3 separate regions of the Mus musculus genome follow, and all the other regions are linked to region 1. Evidence: chromatin contacts called from public HiChIP or PLAC-seq and promoter capture Hi-C data. All regions are on one chromosome and are shown on one strand. The core of a region is the stretch at or near the end of the contact, and the rest is flanking DNA. Distances in the headings are between cores, read along the strand shown.

Region 1 (3,734 bases), core at 470-2,969:
TTTTAAAACTCCACGTGTTACAGTATTTCCGAGTGTATGTATATCTGTGCACCATGTGTGTGCCTTGTGCCTGTGGAAGCCAGAAGAGAGCATCAGATCCCCTGGAACCAGAGTTACAGATGGTTGTGAGCCACCATGTGGGTGCAGGGAACTGAACCCGGATCCTCTGAAAGAATAGCCCATGCTCTAACCCACTGACCCATCTCTCTAGCCCTTACCAACACATGCTGTTTAAAATTCAGTTCACACGGGAAAAGCTGCCCTTTGCCTTTCAGTGAATGTGGAACCCCTCTCCCCGATAGATCACAGTGGGGAGGATGGGCCATTGGCAGCTGCTTCACCCCTAACTGTAGATCCTGGTGGGTGGACATGGAGGTATAACCCGCTTCACACGTCTGGCCTCATCCCAGGGCATCTCTACACTGGTTGCATGGAGTAACGAGCACAGCATAGTGGCCAGTGTGACAAGGGGAGGCACTTCCCCGAAACACAGTACAGAAGGAGTGGGTTCTGTGCTCAGCCATGGGTGTCTAATCACCAGGGAAGCTTTGAATTCTCTACCCTGATCTGCAGCTGTAGAGACTGTGCTCTGTGAGTGCCCAGGCCTGCCGTGAGGTCCGTAGGCAGTCAGCCAGTGTCCCTCTTAACGTCGTCCTTCCTCTGGTACTTAAAACCCAGACAGTACAGACTCACGTGTTTCATGTGCCACATTCTGGACCTGGTATGAGCCCCTCCCGTTTTGTCCGTGCATTCTGCTTCCTGTCTGGAGGGAAGAAGACCCTGTCCAGGAGCTGAAAGTTTATTTACGTCTGCTCCAGTGCCACGCTCAACCAGACCTCCAGGAATGCACTGTCATGTCAGCTAAACAGCGAATTTGGTGTGCCTGCGTCTTTATCTTACTTTAAACCGATTTGTGTTTCTGCAAGAAGAAGTGCCTGTATAAAAGAGAAACCCCAAATGAAGCATTGGGGGATTGCACTTGGTGACCTCTGGGGAAAGGTCACCAAGTGCAAGCTTGTATGCAGGTGAACTGTGTCCCAGCAGTCAAGGGGGACTTTGGTCTCTGGGGCCCATGTTCGGCTGCTCCTTGAAAGCACAGTGTGAAGGCCCTAACCTCTTGGTCCTTTCTGCCGTCTGTCTTGCCTTTCCAGAGTATTCAGGAGTGGAGAGTGGCAATGAGACTGAGCCTGCGACGATGGCCTCTGCAGGTTGATGGATCACCCCACCCCCACCCGCATTCCCCATTCACTATAGCGTTTCCTTTAAAGATGAGACGTTGATCCATTCCACATGTCGCATGAGATGAGCAGATTGCATTTCGACCCCAGACACCATTTCAGCTGCTTGCCTGCATTGAGCTTCCCCATTGCCTCCTGGGACTTCCTTCCCTTCCTGCCCCATCAACCCTGCAGAGGCGGGCAGATCACACCCCTGTATGCTGCGTTTGTGGGGATCCTAGTGCCTTGAGTTCCCCAGGCCCACTGCATGAGGCTCCCACTAAAATTACCCAGGCTGGGTTTGGGAGGCCCCTTCATGGTGATCAGTTAGCTGAGCCACAGGACAGAAGAGCAGTTTCTACATTTTTTTGTCCTAGTGGACAGAAATTCTAAACAGAAATAGCAATTCCCTAGGGATGACTTGACGTGACAAGGCCCTGGCCTTCATTAACATAAAGGCGAGCTGTAGTTTGTGGCTGGTTATTGTGGTCTGTCAAGTCTGTCCTCTAGGGTTTCGCTTTCTTCATTCTGTCTTCCCTGACTGTTATCCTCAGAGATAGAACTCAACAGAGCTTCCGGGAAGCCAAGATAGCTCAATGCATGACTTGCTTGCTCTGCAAGCATGGAGCCCGGAGTTCAGATCCCTACCACATACCTGAACAGCGAGTGACCCCAGTGGCTCACTTGTAATTCTAGTGATCAGAAGTCAAAGACAGGGACTTCCTGAACAAGCTGGCTAGTTAGACCAGCTATATGGGCAAACTCTGGGTTCACCAAGAGGCCTAACTCAGTGAGTAAGATTTCCAGAGTCAACCTCAGGTTGACTCACATGCACACACACACATGTACCCAAACATATATGAACATACATACTGTTCATGTATGCATCGCACACACGCCTACATACATGCACAAATGTGTGAACACGCATACACTTGTGAGTACTGTACACGTAGACATGTAGAAGGCCCCAGAGGGTTTTATGTGGAGAATCTAAGCATCCAGAGTTCCTGCTGTGTGATGAGCCAGGCTTTCCCCCACGCCCAGCTCCTAAGTCCTCAGAGCCAGGAAGAGCGTCCCACAGTGTACTTGGCCAATAGGTGCCAGTTGTTGAGCAGGTAGAGAGGAGGGAGGCAGTGTCTGTGCACCTCGGTGATGGCACTGCCTTGGCCGCTGTCGTCAAGGAATGGCCAGGTGTATAAGGACCTTGGAGGGGCCTCTGAGCATTCAGGGTGTGGGTGAGGGACCCCTCTCCCGCTCCTCTCTTCTTCAGGCCATGTGCATGATCATAAACAATTTAATTTTTCATTGCGCTTCCATGTAAACTACAAGGCTAACAACAGGGTTTGTTCTGAACTAACTTGCATGTCCATCCATCAAGCCACCACCACTGGTAACACGGCCATGAGACATAACCAGGAGCCTGTGGGCCGCAAGCCCAACGAACCTCTCGCTTCCTTCCCTCCCTAAGGTGGCGACCTGCACATGACACAGTTTTTCCGAGGTAACCTGGCTGGCCTCACAGTCCGTTCTGGGAAACTGGCGGATAAGAAGGTGATTGACTGTCTCTACACCTGCAAGGAGGGGCTGGACCTGCAGGTCCCTGAAGATGCCAACAGAGGCGTGCAGGTGAGAGCTCCCCTGACCTTACTCCTAGCCTCGCCCTCTGAGAGTGGGGCCAGCAGGGTAGGGCGGACACGGGGTCCTGGACTTTACCCTATGTGAGCATCTTGTTCTTGGGGACTAAACAGCTTCTCCGAGACTCAGCCCCGGCTGATGACTCCACTGCCTCTCAGTTTTGGCCGCTCTCAGTTGGGACCTGGTTCCCCTCTCCTCTCTCTGGTATGTTGATTTCAGATCCAAGCAAGCTCCAGCCAGGCGGTCTTGACCTTGGAGGGAGACAACGTTGGAGAGCTGGATAAGGCTATGCAGCACATTTCCTACCTTAACTCAAGGCAGTTCCCCACACCAGGCATCCGCAGGCTCAAAATCACCAGCACCGTCAAGTAGGTCGCAGAGCATCCATCTCTGTCACCTACCCCTGGGCGGGAAATGGGTGTGCCTTTAGGTCTTTAGCCTGTTTGCGTCCCCTGCTCGGGAAGGTGGGTCATCACTTGATCTGGGGAAGCTGAATGAGGCGTGGGATATGTACTGACCACAGCATTCCCGGAGTAGCCACCCGCTGTCCCCAGTGAGTCTCGCACAAGGCTCTCACGGCCTCTCCCTCCTCTTCCTGCCTCTCTGACAGGTGTTTCAACGAGGCGGCTTGCATCGAGGTGCCCCCGGTGGAAGGCTACGTGATGGTTTTGCAGCCGGAGGAGCCTAAGATCAGCCTGAGTGGCGTCCACCACTTTGCCCGCGCAGCTTCTGAGTTTGAGAGCGCGGAGGGTATTTCCCTCTTCCCTGAGCTGAGAATCATCAGCACCATCACCAGAGAGGTGGAGCCCGAGGCAGATGGGTCCGAGGACCCCACAGGTAACAGCTGCCCCCAGGGCCTGCCTCTTCTGTCTTGACTGG
Region 2 (3,734 bases), core at 553-3,052, 450 kb after region 1:
GCTATAGATTAAATCATTACTGTGGTTGCACAAACTAATAAATGTACTAAAACTCAGTGACTTGTAGGGCTAAAAGGGCCATTGTTGATGACAATAAAACATACATTTTAAAAATTTATTATTATTATTTATTTATTTGTTTGTTTGTTTGTTTGTTTTTGGTTTTTCCAGACAGGGTTTCTCTGTATAGCCCTGGCTGTCCTGGAACTCACTTTGTAGACCAGGCTGGCCTTGAACTCAGAAATCCACCTGCCTCTGCCTCTCAAGTGCTGGGATTAAAGGCGTGCGCCACTACTTCCCGGCCTTATTATTATTATTATTATTATTATTATTAATTATGTGTGTGTGTGCCCCCATACTAACTTATGTGCTTGCGAGTACCTTGCCCTTAGAGAGCAGGCCATGGGATGCACTGCAGCTGGAGTCATAAGTGGTTGTGGGCCATCGAATATGCAAGCTGGATCTTGCACAAGTATCTCCATCCCTAAGAAATACAAAATGTTCAAACAAGAAAAAAAAAAAAAACCTCTGTAAACTGGGAACTATGCTTCCTTACTTTTTTCTTTTCATGTAACATATTTAAAATTACATTTTTTTAAATTTATGGGTATGGGGGTACGCCAGCCACAGGTGTGGAGGTCAGATGTGGAGGTCAGATGACAATTTACCCCACCAAGTGCGTCCTGAGAATCAAATTCAGACTGTCAGTGTTATTCTGCCCTGGCAATTACTCAAGGCCATCTCATAGGCACTAATGTTTCATTCCTTAACATCGCACCTGGCGCTGGAGAGATGGCTCAGCGGTTAAGAGCACTTGCTGCTCTTCCAGAGGATCAGATTCGAATCCAGCCCCCACATGGTGCAGGGGGTGGGGAGTCTGACGCACTTTTCTAGCCTCTGTGGGCACTGCATACACATGGTACAGGTACATCCGTGCAGACAAAATATCCACGCACGTAAAATGATAAAATGTATTTTTAAAATAGCACTAATAAGGTATATAGAATAAACAAGGAACTAAAAGTATATATATATTTCAGTAGGTGAGCACTTCATTGGGATGTGTAAGGTCCTGAGTTGTACACCCAGCCCCACAAAAACACAATACTTTCATTGTAACAAAAGTTAGAAACTTCCCCAAATCACCACCACAGATCTTGTGAAGATTTCGAGTACCCAAGCTTCAGGAATGTAGGCCATGCTCTGGACCTGTTTTTGCCACCATCGGAAAGAATGTTTCCAGCAACCACCCCTCCCCTCCCCAACACACACGTAAGCAGGCTGATCAGGGGAAAGTAACATTAGCCTTAAAAATGCCATTCTCCCCTCCCCGCCTCCCCCCAACCCCCAGAACAGGATGTCCTGGCCATTTGCTAACCTCCTAGAGTGGCTCTGAGAGGCAGAAGGCAACGATTGGGACAGGACTGGGAGGTACTAGGTAAGAGGGAAGCGTAGAGGCGCAGAGGCGTGGGGAAACGCGGAGAAGCGATTGAGCTTGAGGCTGAAAGAGCATCAGGGCGGAGCAATGCGCAAGTGGGGGGCATGGGAGGAGCTTGAAGGAGGCTGGGCGGGGCTCTGGGGCTACAGGGCGGGACATGGAGAGCTCAGGGGCGGAGCGCTGGAGCTTCAGATTCGGATGTGTTACTGCGCAGGGGCGGGGTGCAGGGGCGGGACGCGAGGAGAGCGCGCAGGGTTACAGAGTCGGGGTGTGGAGAGCTCATGAAGGGGCTACCAGCTTGGAGACAGCAGGGGCGGGGACTCGGGACGAGATTAGAGTGCTCAGGGGCGGGCGTGGAGTGCTCAAGGGAGGGACCTGGAGGACTCAGGGTAGGATTGTAGAGCTCAGGGACAGGGAGTGGAGGGCGCCGCGGTGAGACCGCTGTTGTGTAGTTGTTAGACTGGGCGGGGCTGGGACGCAGGCGGGACCCGTGGGGACGCGAGCCCGGGCGCCAAATGCCCAGACAGAGGCGACCGCGGGCTCGGCTTGGCCACGACCTCTCGGCACCCTTAGGCCTGTGCACCCTGGCTGTCTGCCCTTGGTCCCCAACCCACCATGCCCTCACCCGCGCCTCCCACCGAGCTGCTGCCGTGGGAGCGCGCGGTGGTGCTGCTGTCGTGTGCGCTGTCAGCTCTGGGCTCGGGCCTCCTGGTGGCCACGCACGCCCTGTGGCCTGACCTGCGTAGCCGGGCGCGGCGCCTGCTACTCTTCCTGTCGCTAGCGGACCTGCTCTCGGCTGCCTCGTACTTCTACGGAGTGCTGCAGGACTTTGCGGGCACTTCGTGGGATTGCGTCCTTCAGGGCGCTCTCTCTACTTTCGCCAACACCAGCTCCTTCTTCTGGACGGTGGCCATCGCCCTCTACCTATACCTCAGCATCGTCCGAACTACGCGCGGGCCCTCCACGGACCACCTAATCTGGGCTTTTCACCTCATCAGGTGAGTAGGAGACCCGGCTTTGCCTCCAGGCCCCAGACCCAGGCTTATGGGTCCCGGGCCTTGCGTGCTGTGCTGTGGCATTCGTGCTTTCCCTATCTAGGTGTCAAGGTGGTGTGTCCTACTGGCAGTCACATGCATCCCCGAACCATGGAAGGGTGCCCAACTTGCCCAAAAAGTTGGAGCCAAACCTGTCTGAGCGTCTCTGAAGAGGGTGGTCTCTGTATCTGCCCCAGCCAGAATCTCCCAGCAAGGTGTGGGTGGGTGCAGAACTTGCCCATAGGAAGAGGTCTGCCATTTAGAAAGGAATTGGAGACAGTCTGTGCCCTTTGCCTCCTACTTCACCGCGATCTGGCAGTCTCTGCTGCCCATGGAGAGAAGTTCCAGTCTGCAGGCTAGAAGATGAGTTAGGTGGCTGCCCTGGCCTAAAAGCCCACAGCTTCCAATTCTATACCACAGTGGTTGTGGTGCGTCCAGCCACTCTCAGACGATAGTGTGCCAACTGTAAAATGCACAGAGGTATGCTTCTTTAAGCTTTTCACGACATTTATAAACTTCAGGCCCCCATTACCTGCACTTTCTTAGACGCTTTTAAAAAAGATTTATTCATTTTATTTTATGTGTGTGAACTGACTGCATGTATGTATGTGTATGTGTCACGTGTATGTGTACTTGGCGCCCTCGTAGGTCAGACGAGGGTATCGGATCCCCTGGAACTGGAGTTACAAATGGTTGTGAACCATCATGTGGGTGCCGGGAATTGAACCAAGGTCCTCTACAAGAGCAAGAAGTGCTCTTAATCACTTCTCTTAACCATGCTCTCAACCATCTCTCCAGGTCACTCGATGTGGTCTTGATTGTCGAGAACTCAGGTCAGGGTCAGGCTGTCAGCCACCTGGAGTCCCTGAGAGTGGGGAAGCCCAAGGCCCTGCACTATGCTGGTCCACTCTTCTTTCACGCTTGTCAGCAAGAAAGCTGTGCCCAGAGGCCAGCCTTCCCTCCTGTCGTTTCAGTTTGAAATTCTCGGCAGTCTGCGCAGAATTTGAGGCAGGAAGCCTAAGGCTTGTTTCCTGTCTCTTTGCCTCAGCTCAAGGCACCAGCGTCCGCCCTAATTATAGGTCCCTTCTATTAAAAACTTGAATGCTTTCCAAGGGCCGAGCGGGTAGTCAGCACTTTGGTAGAGACAGGTCACCTGGGTGTCACACGCAGAGGCCACAAGCTGGGAAGAGTCACTTGACCTCCTGTTCTTGTAGCTGTTGGAAGGAGACCAGCCGGTCCTAAAGAAACGAAAGAGCCCTCCT
Region 3 (3,734 bases), core at 442-2,941, 410 kb after region 1:
GAGGTGAGGCCACTGCCCAAGGGTCCTTGCATGCTGGGCCAGTGTTTGCCTCTCTCTTCCTCAGAAGAACTCCCTTTCCCTTCCGTGTTGGAGGAATCGAGTCTCTCCCTCTTGATGCAGAGAATTTTGCTCTGGTGACCCAGGACCGCTTCAGTCTCACGGCTGTGCTTGGCGCTCACTCTCACGGGGACCCTGCTGAAGTGTGAATTCCAAGCGCGTGGAGGACTGGAGATGACGTGCACGGGTGTGAGTTTGCAGCTGATGAAGGGATTTCTGACATATAACTAACCACCCAGGACGGAGACATAGAGCCTGTGTCACAATGGAGCCGAGGGCAGTTTGTCTCTGGAGCATCCTGGCTGAGCCGGAGATCCATACTAGCAGGGGACATAATCATAGGTGGAGTCCCCTTTCCCACAGGGCAAGGTGGTCTTCAGGGCTGTGCACACCGAGCCTCTCTACTAACCCACAAGGGGGTCCTGTGCCGGCTGCCCTGGATAGAGAAGAAAGCGTGAGAAATGGGAGGCGCGTGCCTGGCTCGCTGCCCAGGCTCCTCCCTGCAGCTCTCTGCTCGGTACTTCAGTCTAAGTTTGTACAAAAGCCCTGCCCCACTCGAGGTCTCTTGCCCTGCGCTCCCGGCTCAAGAGCGCCATGCGCCCAGCAAGTCTCCCTCACTCCTGGGACCGGCTCACCGAGTTTTAAGACCTACGGAGCTGGGTCGACACAAAATCCCGCAGCGCCACAACTTGGAGACACGGTGAGTTGGAGAAAGGACACAGGGCCACGGCAGGGTGCTTGTTCCTGGCATGAAAACCTGGGGCTACGAGGGACACCCGAAACACTCTGAGGTGGCAATGGCTCAGAGAAGACGCTTCCATATTTAAGTGATCTGGACGTGGAACTTTTCTGACCTCTCCCTAGGGCGCTATCCTGCGGGCTGAGTAGCGTGTTGCGTGTCCCTGTGGTTTCTATTTGCTTGTTATAGGCCCACTCAGGTTTCGGTCTCATTGCGGAGAGGCGAGGGGGTACCCGGAAGAATCGCGATGGCCCGGGGTGCATGCATCAGCCTTAGGGTGGTGCGCCCTGAAACTAGGCAGCGAGCGAGACAAGGGACGCTGCGCAAACTCTGAGCTCTCGCTGGGGGAAGAGCGGACCCGGGCAGAGCAGAGGCGGAGGTGCGGGACCCAATGTCTGCAACCTGCGCGATAGGACCCCGGCCTGGCTGCTCGGTGCCCTTACGGTGTCCGGCCACCTCCCCCTACCCCTCCCTATTCCCCGCCTGGCCAACGCATAGACCAGCGTGACCCGGGCGTCCGCAGTGCTCGCTGGCACCGCCCTCACGCGCCCGGCCTTTCGCCCACCTTGACCCACTTTTTCTTCCCAGGTGACAGAGATGTGGCCATACCGACCATTTAAAGCGATTCCAACTCCGGCGAAGCCTGGCTGGAAAGACGCGGCTTCCATCCCGGCAGCCTGGAGGAGGATCGAGCAGGGGCTGTGCCTGGGCTTGCCTGGACTTGTTCAGAGAAGGGCTGCTCCCCTCGGTAACTGCACAGATTGGGGGCTTTGGGAGACGTTGCCAGAACCTGGAAGCCACGGCCGGGGGCTACTGGGGCCCGGGGTCTGCGCACCTGCTCGCCGTGGAGCCCAGGTAAACACTGAGCCGGTGTGCTTGTCTGTGGGAAAGTGTGCGAAGGAGTCGGGAACTAGGCCGAGTACTTGAGTGGTAATTACAGAGAACTGCTGGGTTGTGCAGCCCTGGGAAGGCGAAGAATTTCCAAGAAGTAACAAAATGTCCTTTGATATCATCATCTCTGGAGAGAAAGGGTTCCTTTGGGGGAGTTTTGCTTGGGCCGATTTTTTTCTTCTTTGATCTTTGTTGGGCGTGAAGAAGGCTCTGACGCCTTTGGGCTGTGCTCACCAATCTGGGAGTTGGGCTAAAGCTGACGACTCCCAGGTCCTCTTTCCCACCCATAAATGGGGGCACTGACCCTGCCACCCAGACTTGTACTGAGAAATTTATTAGGCAGGAAAAAAAAGTGCTTGGGTCACTAAAGCTGTGTTCTGAAAGTGTGTGTGTGTGTGTGTGTGTGTGTGTGTGTGTGTGTGTGTGTGACAATGTAGTGTGTAGCCCAAGCTAGTCTTGAGCTCAAGGCATTTCCCGCCTCAGCCTCCTGCACATAGATTCCTATTCTAACGTTGAAGCAGAGGGGTTTCCCCCGGGGTGGGTGAGAGTGCCCCTGCTGGCAGGGGCTCTGCCTAGCCTGAAAGCTTTATTGTACTCCGTGTAGCAGGGGCCAACCCAGGTCCGTCCGAGTCCCGTCCCGTCCCCCCCCCCCCCCCCCCAAGGCAGCTCAAGGACAAGTTTATTAGGATGTGAGAGAAAACAACGTGTCAGGCAAGCAGCACGTGTTGCCGAGGGCCCTGGGAAGAGGACACGGGAGAGAAGAAGAGAAAGCCATGCCTTTTGCAATGGAGGTGGGCAAGCAGCTGTGTGGCAGGGGTGGAAGATTTCAGAGAAAGAGTGCAAGAAGGCCCAGGGTGCCAGAAAGCAGGCTTGAGCCGCAGTCAGTAACCAAGAGAAAAGGTGACCAAGAAAGAGGAGGTGTGAGTTGGGACTCAGAAAGCAGAGCAGGCAGAGCCTGCAGGGCCATCCATGCTCAGAAGCCTTGTGAGATGGAGGAAGCTCGCTCGCTCTCTCTGGCTGCTTGGAGGGAGGTGTTTCCAGGAAGGACGAGGGCATCCTTTCATCAAGGGGATAATTATTTCTCTTTCTTCTTGGCCTGTCTTCAGGAGAATCCAGTTTCCTGGATGTGGGAGGGGCAGGGGTAGACTTCTGGCTGGGTGATTGGCAGGCCCCACTGGATTAAAGCTTAAAAGGAGGAGAAGATAGTATGTGATGTTTGGGGGTAGCTTAGGATGTCAGATCTCCACTCCTGGCCAGAGGTGGAATTTACATTCTGTTCTTTCAACTGGGAGGAATTAGTCTTCCCTTAACGAGCCTCAACAAAGCCAAGATCCCTCCATTCTTTTGGATGGTATTTTAAATATTAAGGAGGCAATTTGAACGTTTCCATTTATTAGCAAAACATGAAGGAGGGATTCATCCTGAGTGGCCTCTAAGCCCCCTGATATCCAGCTATGGAGCACTAGGTGATCATCTAGCAGCACCCACAGGACACATACTGCCATTCCCCTTCCCCACCCCATGCCTGGCAGGGCTCTACAGAGACCTGGGACCTGTGGCCTCTTGACAGTCAATGCTTGGGCTGGTGCATCTAGACATGACTGGGCCTCTTGTATAAAATGTCACATCCAGGGACAAAGTGGCACAGTGTTATGTGTGGCCAGTCCTGCCTCTGTCTGCCGTTCCGAGAGAACTCGGGGACAAATGGCTGTTCTTTGAGCTACAGTACTACGCAGTAATGGCCAGCGTGGCCATGGTAGGGAAAGAGGGAAACGTGTACATTTAAATATTAACCTTGAAGGTTCATCTGAGCTGTTTGAGACAGGATCAACTGGTACCCCGGGACCCACTGACATCAGATGCTAAGTATGTTAGTAATGGGCCATTCCCCTGAGCAACACCAGCCTTCAGACCAGTGGGCTCTCTCCCTTGCTCTGCCAATCTGGCTTTCTTCTAAAGTCTCAAGGATCCTTGACTAACAGACTTGGCAGCCACAGGGACATTTTTGCTTCTCACCCTGAATCCTTGGTACACATCACCAGCTAAA

The links. Promoter capture Hi-C pulls out the DNA fragments that hold promoters and counts their contacts. HiChIP or PLAC-seq counts read pairs in DNA pulled down with a chosen protein or histone mark.
Region 2: a contact with region 1 is called in a promoter capture Hi-C map of pre-B cells, with 2.9 times the contacts expected there. The contact joins the promoter of Gpr157 here to the enhancer-like site in region 1. A contact is called at or near these places in 1 of 39 promoter capture datasets (pre-B cells), 2 of 15 datasets of contacts at CTCF or cohesin (embryonic stem cells and large pre-B cells), 8 of 484 Hi-C or Micro-C datasets (cortical neurons, embryonic stem cells, nephron progenitors and 2 more), 3 of 115 datasets of contacts at active chromatin or transcription factors (T-cell acute lymphoblastic leukemia, large pre-B cells and memory CD8 T cells) and 1 of 9 other capture datasets (pancreatic islet).
Region 3: a contact with region 1 is called in an H3K27ac HiChIP or PLAC-seq map of large pre-B cells, with 2.7 times the contacts expected there. The contact joins two enhancer-like sites. A contact is called at or near these places in 1 of 39 promoter capture datasets (the C10 cell line), 1 of 484 Hi-C or Micro-C datasets (nephron progenitors) and 1 of 115 datasets of contacts at active chromatin or transcription factors (large pre-B cells).

Annotation. Positions count from the first base shown.
Region 1 is chr4:149,640,507-149,644,240 of GRCm38.p6, forward strand. Clstn1 (calsyntenin 1) reads left to right here. Exons shown (of 19, transcript NM_023051.5): 11 at 1,152-1,208; 12 at 2,689-2,846; 13 at 3,075-3,223; 14 at 3,466-3,692. Among named protein-coding and RNA genes, the nearest start is that of Mir7023, 13 kb to the right of the region's middle. Within about 2 kb of position 1,720, at least 14 of the 459 cell types and tissues checked have an H3K27ac peak or open chromatin away from gene starts, as enhancers often do. A contact at or near this core is called in pre-B cells, where this site is marked.
Region 2 is chr4:150,085,701-150,089,434 of GRCm38.p6, forward strand. It overlaps Gpr157 (G protein-coupled receptor 157), which reads left to right and starts at 1,803. Exons shown (of 4, transcript NM_177366.3): 1 at 1,803-2,436. The coding sequence starts at 2,054.
Region 3 is chr4:150,047,615-150,051,348 of GRCm38.p6, forward strand. It overlaps Gm13067 (a long non-coding RNA gene), which reads left to right. Exons shown (of 7, transcript XR_390962.2): 6 at 65-1,651. Among named protein-coding and RNA genes, the nearest start is that of Mir34a, 19 kb to the right of the region's middle. Within about 2 kb of position 1,692, at least 187 of the 459 cell types and tissues checked have an H3K27ac peak or open chromatin away from gene starts, as enhancers often do.